Linked DNA regions of Macaca mulatta: region 1 is linked to region 2. A link is a contact called in public Hi-C data. All regions are on one chromosome and are shown on one strand. The core of a region is the stretch at or near the end of the contact, and the rest is flanking DNA. Distances in the headings are between cores, read along the strand shown. Region 1 holds the start of PLEKHJ1 (pleckstrin homology domain containing J1). Region 2 holds the start of DOT1L (DOT1 like histone lysine methyltransferase).

Region 1 (2,785 bases), core at 57-2,556, 77 kb after region 2:
GAGCAAGACCCTGTCTCAAAAAATAAATAAATAATAAAGTAAAAAGCGGTTGTCAGGGTGGGCCCTAAATTCTGCTTGGCGTCTGTGTAGAAGGGGAAATGTGGGCACAGACGTGATGCAGGGACAAGGTGACACTTCCACAAACCAAGGAACCTGGAGGATGCTGGCCGCCACTAGGAACTGGGAGATTCCCTTCGGCCTCAGAAGGACCCAGCCCCACCAACACCTTCATCTAGGACTTCTGGCCTCCAGAACTGTATAGAATGTTTCTGATATCTAAGCCACCCGACCTGTGAAATTTTGACAGCCACTCTGGCAAACCAGCAGGGACTCCATTTTTCCCCGCAGAAGGGAATCTCTTAAGACCCAGGAGAACACCCCCCTCTCACTCCCCCTACCCCCACCTAATGCTAGACCCATGCTAGTTGTGGCAGTTGGGAAACGCTTTGGGTGGGGCTGGCCCAGCCTCTCTGTGAGTACAGCCTGGGCCCACAGGGAAGAAAGAGCAGAATCTGGAAGGAACCCAAGCTTAAGTGGACTTGGCAGGTGGGCGGGATGGTGCCCGCCAGGAGAACCTGACCTTGAGCTGCCCGTGGACAATGCATTCTTATGTCTGGGGAGGGTGGCGCCAGGCTGGGGACACAGAGGAGGCCTTGAGCGCCTGGGGAGGGGACAGTTGCAGCGTTGCTGGTGCCCCGGGCTGCGGGAGGCGCCGCTGGCTTCCCTAGCCCCACTCACTGATGGAGAAGGCGCCGGGCTCTTCCCGGATGACTCTGCACCGCTCCAGAAGCAGGGCTCCGACGGGCTGGAGGAGACACGGGCGCCGGGACGGAGCGGTGAGCACCCGGCCTCCGCGGGGCCCCAGCCTGGGATCCGCCCGCGCGCCCTCGACGCCCCTACCTCGGCCTCGTCTGTCCGGAAGTAGAAGAGGAAATTCACCACCAGCTTCACCAGCCGCCGCTTCAGCACTGCGGGCACAGCGCGCGCTCAGAGGCGCAGGCAGCCCCCGCCCGGACCCCGGCCTCCCGCACCCGGCGCCCCGACCCGGAATCCGGCCTCCGGCACCCGCGCCCGGACCGCGGCCCCAGCCTCCCGCCCCTGGCACTGTCCCGGTCTCCCGGGTCCCGCTCACCGCTGCCCTTCTTGGGGCCCCTCATGCCCAGCTCGGCCGCCATCTCGGCCGGCTGCCGGGACAGCGCCTGCAGCTCCTTCTCGTTGTACCGCATGGCTTCGCGGGGAACGGGAACCTGGACCGCGCCCTCCCGGCCGCCGTCCCCGTTCACGCCGGGGCCGGCGCCAAAAAGGTCTCAGGGCGCAGACACGGAAGCACCGCCGGGGCTAGTGCGCCTGCGCACTTTGGGCCGGCCATGCCGCCAGTCTCCAGTGCGTGGCGCTGGCGACCTGGGGCGGGGGGGGCGGGGGGGGACGGTGCACGAGTTGGTAGCGGAGACGGACAGTCGTTACATAACCATTAAATTGAAATAAACCAGACAAAGGTGGAACAGCATCAAGGCACCCCCGCGATGGCTGGCACCCCTTCCTAGAGCGGCCAGGCGCAGGCGGAGGGAGCGATAACGTCTCCCGAAGAATGTCAGCCGCCCCTCGCGAAAGTTAGCCCAGCGCGGCCGCAGCGGACCAAGGGTTCGTTGGGGGCGTTGTGCGCACGCGCGGTTTGCCTTCCAGGCCGGGCGTTCAGCCCCGCCCCCTCCAGCCCTTTCCCTCGCGCCTCCTGACTCTCTGACTTGCGCCGCTGGGCGGGCCGGGCATGCGCACACCAGAGGGCCCGCCCCATTTGCCCCGGAAGTGCTTTCTTTGACCGCGACGCGCGTGCGCCGAACGAAGTCGTGGCGGTGGCGGATCGAGGAGATAACGCGGCCTCAGGCTCTGGTGAGGAGTGGAGCCGGTTGAGGGTGGCGGCCGACTCGGACCGGGGGTTCCCTGGGGAAGAGCGGACGTAGGAGAGAGGAGCTTGCGACAGGCCGCAGGCCGAGGGGCGGGCGGCGGCGTCGCTCCCCTCCCTCCTCCCGTGAGCGTCCGGCCTTGTGCATCCTGTAGATCCCGCGCTGGGCGGGCCCGGAGGGTCGGGCCCGCTCGGAACTCTATTTCCAAACTCCTGTTGGGAGGCCGCGCGCGGGGGCTCACGCCTGTAATCTCACCGCTCAGGGAGGGCTTGGCGGGAGGATCGCTTGAGGCCAGGAGTTCGAGACCAGGCTGGACAACACAGCGAGACCCCATCTCTACAAAAAAATTTTTAAAATTAGCCAGGAGTTGGTTGTTGTACCTGTAGCCCCAGCTACTCGAGAGGATCGCTTGATCCCGGAATGTCGAGGCTGCAGTGAGCCATGATCGCAATTGCACTCCAGCCTGGGCAACAGAGCAAGACCCTGTTTCACAAAATGAAAAAGAAACAACTAAGACTCTTTGGGATCAGATCGGGATCGCGGCTGAAATGGTTTGGGCCTCCTTCCTTGTAGCCGAGAACGCTTCTGCATGCTAATCTATACCTGTGAGTTCACTGGGGCTCTGTGATATAACTCTTGTAAGCCTCATTCCCCTTAAAACGGGAGTGACAGCTTCAACACCATGCCAAAGGGGACCAGAAAACGTTAGCTGGCCCCATTTTGCAGGTGCACATGGCTGTGACCGTTGTTCGTGTGTATCCTTGGAGAACACCAAACAGCCAGGGGGAGCTTTGGAAAAGAGGTTGTTTGCTGGGTTTAACGAGAGAACGGTGTTGCCACCAAAAACTAATTCCTTCCCGCTGGTCCAGCCCCAGGTCTCGGAG
Region 2 (3,049 bases), core at 110-2,609:
GCAGGCACCTCTAATGCCAACTACTCAGGAGGCTGAGGCAGGAGAGTCGCTTGAGCTCCGGAGGCGGAGGCTGCAGTGACCTGAGATTGTGCCACTGCACTCTAGCCTGGGCAACAGAGCGAGAGTGTCTCAAAAAACCAAAAAAAAAAAAAAAAAAAAAAGTACAAGGGACTGTTGTACTTTGACACTCAAAGGCTTTAATCACCAGGCACTGTGGCAGTCACTGCGGGACTCCATTGTTGGGAGGAGGAAAGCATTGGAGGTCAAGTGACTCTCCCAAGGTCACCCAGCAGGGAAGGGGTGGGGCAGGGCTGGAATCTGGCTGGGCAGGGAGGGTGTTGGTGTCCCCTGGGGACTTGGGGAGGTGCTGGTGGTGAAACCGCCTTTGCAAAATTATGACTGAGACAGTTAAAGAGATCTTTACTGACTCCCCCTTGCTTCTAACCTCCAAGCTGTCCTTGTTCATCCCTGGGCGTAGGCTGAACTAACTTTGGGAGAAACTTAGTTTATAGCTTAATTAATTAATTAATTAATTAATTTGAGACGGAGTCTTGCTCTGTTGCCCAGGCTGGAGTACAATGGTGCAACCTCAGCCTCCCAGGTTCAAACGATTCTCCTGCCTCAGCCTCCCCAGTAGCCTGGATTACAGGTGCCCGCCACCGCGCCCAGCTAATTTTTGTATTTCTGGAAGAGACGGGGTTTTACCATGTTGGCCAGGCTGGTCTTGAATTCCTGAACTCAGGTGATCTGCCGGCCTCGGCCTCACAAAGTGCTGGGATTACTGGCGTGAGTCACTGCGCCTAGCCATGAGAGGGGGTTTCTCTGTGTTCGTCAGTCTGGTCTCGAACTTCCAACCTCAGGTGATCCGCCCGCCTTGGGCTCCCAAAGTGCTGGGATTACAGGGGTGAATCACCACGCCCAGCTTTTTTTTTGTACCCAATGAAACAGCATTGTTGTCGAATGAGTCCTGGGCTTGGAGCTAGAGCAAGCCCTAGACCGTGACTCTTACGGGGGAAAATTAGGTTTTTGGTTTTACTAGGTCGTGTGTGGGGAGGTGTTCGGCGTCCTCCCCCCTGGGACGGGATTCGAACTCGTCATCCGACGGGCCCGCCCATAGGGTCTCCCCGGGTCTCCGCGTCGGGCCGGCGAGTGGGGGAAGGGGGCGCCTGAGGGCAACCGAGGACGTGCGTGCGTATGTGCGTGCGTGCGTGGATTCGGGCGGGCGGGCGAGTCCACGGGGCGGGGCGCCGAAGGGGTGGCGCGCGCGGGGCGGCCGGCTGGGCGGCGGGCACGCGCCGGCCTCTTCGCTCTGGGCCCCCCTCGCGCGCACGGCGAGTGGTTCCGCCCGGCCCCCGGCTCATTGTGCTCGCCTCACGCCGGCCCAAGATGGCGGAGGCGCTGGAGGCCCCGGGCCTGTGACCACAAAGAGGGAGCCGGGGGCCGGGCCGGACCGGAGCGCGGCGGCGGCGGCGGCGGCGGCCGAGGCCGAGGCCAGGCCCCCTCCCCTCAGCCTCCCGCCCCTCCCTCCTGCCCGCCCTCCTCCGCCCACCGGCGGCCCCGCCCCTCCCCCAACCGCCCGCCTAGCATGGTGCGGCGGCCGCGCGCGCGGACATGGGGGAGAAGCTGGAGCTGAGACTCAAGTCGCCCGTGGGGGCTGAGCCCGCCGTCTACCCGTGGCCGTTGCCGGTCTACGTGAGTGCCGTCCCCCACCGTCCCTCCCTCCCGGCCTCCCCTCCTCCGTCGCCCCCGGGGACACCCCAAAACCCCCCAGCCGCGCGCGCCGGTCTCTCCTGGGGAACGGAGCCCTTGGACCCCACTGTCGCTGCTAGGGACCCCCGTTGCTTCCCCGCCGAGGGCCCCGCGGCTGTTTCCAGTAGGGTGGGAGCCCCCCGCGCCCGGGGTGGGAGCGGGAGCCGGCGCCCCCGAGCCCGGTCGCGGTGCCGTTGACCCCGCCGGGCTGTCCCGGGCGCAGAACGGGAGGAGTAGCTCGTGCCGGCCGCGTTTTGACGTGAAGCCCGCCCGGCTTGTTCCCGGCGCTGTCAGTGTGCTCCGCCGCCTTATTTCTCTTTTTAAGGGCATCCTTTTCTGTCTCTTCTCTTCTTTTTTAAAATTAGGCGTTTGTCACGCTTTTCCTACTGGGGCTGGGCGGGCCCGACCCTGGGAAGGTGGGAGATAACGTCCCCTTGAGTGGGCGGGAGCGGTCTGACCTTTGGAAATGGGGAAATTTTGCCCCGGTAATGTTGAGCGGGTATGGGCTGCCCTGGCCCTGGGAAATTATGAATCTTTCACCTTTTAATGCTAGTGGGCGGGACAGGCTTTACCCTTGGAAATCGGGACTTCTGTCCCCCGATCTTGAGTGGGCAGGATTGGGCTCACCCCGGGAGTTAGTAAATTTTGTCTCCTTCATCTTGGTGACCGTTGGAAAATGACAGGCCGGGTGGAATGTTACAGAGGGCACCCCCCGGGGTGGTTCCAGAAACCCGCGTGCGGCTCCCGGGGTGCGAGTCCCGGCGTGGCCCCTGGGGAGGCGGGGCTCGTGCGTCCGCGCTTGGGACCCTCTGAGCACGCTCCGGTCCGGGAAGGGCGCTTTTTCGGGGAAAAGTGAAGCAGGCGCTGTCGGCGAGCGTGTCTGGGGTGCGAGTTTTGGGGGGCGCGCCCGCAGGGCTCGGCCGGGCATCCCCGCGCGCCTTGGGACTCCCGCGCGCGCGCTCGGCTTGTGTCAGTTTTTGGAAACGTGCTCGCTGGGGGCGGGGTCAGGACGCCGAGAGCGCTGGGGAGCCCGGGCTGGCTCACTGCCGCGGGTCCGTGCGAGTGGGAGGGAGAGGGAGAGCGGCTTCCAGCCCGGCCGCACGTCCCGCGCGCGGGGCTGGTGGGGTCGGGCCCTGGGGCTCTGGCTTCCGTGGTTGGGCAGCTCTGGGTGTGCGCCTGGGCGGCCTGACCGGGTTCCGGCCGGGAGAGGTGCTAGGACAAAAACTGAAAGCGGAGGCAGCGCTTCAGCGCCCCGACCGGTTTCCTCCCTCGAATGTTCAAACTCCAGAATCCTTCCAGC

Evidence for each region. A called contact is a pair of places that touch in the nucleus more often than the background predicts.
Region 1: a Hi-C map of liver shows a contact between it and region 2, with 2.1 times the contacts expected there. The contact joins the promoter of PLEKHJ1 here to the promoter of DOT1L in region 2. A contact is called at or near these places in 2 of 14 Hi-C or Micro-C datasets (cortical neurons and liver).

Annotation. Positions count from the first base shown.
Region 1 is chr19:2,982,199-2,984,983 of T2T-MMU8v2.0, forward strand. It overlaps PLEKHJ1 (pleckstrin homology domain containing J1), which reads right to left and starts at 1,307. Exons shown (of 6, transcript NM_001376257.1): 1 at 1,133-1,307; 2 at 901-968; 3 at 739-805. The coding sequence starts at 1,226. It overlaps SF3A2 (splicing factor 3a subunit 2), which reads left to right and starts at 1,839. Exons shown (of 9, transcript XM_077979118.1): 1 at 1,839-2,506. LOC144336991 (a long non-coding RNA gene) reads right to left here. Exons shown (of 2, transcript XR_013409543.1): 2 at 1,869-2,785.
Region 2 is chr19:2,905,499-2,908,547 of T2T-MMU8v2.0, forward strand. DOT1L (DOT1 like histone lysine methyltransferase) reads left to right here and starts at 1,360. Exons shown (of 28, transcript XM_077978913.1): 1 at 1,360-1,692. The coding sequence starts at 1,612.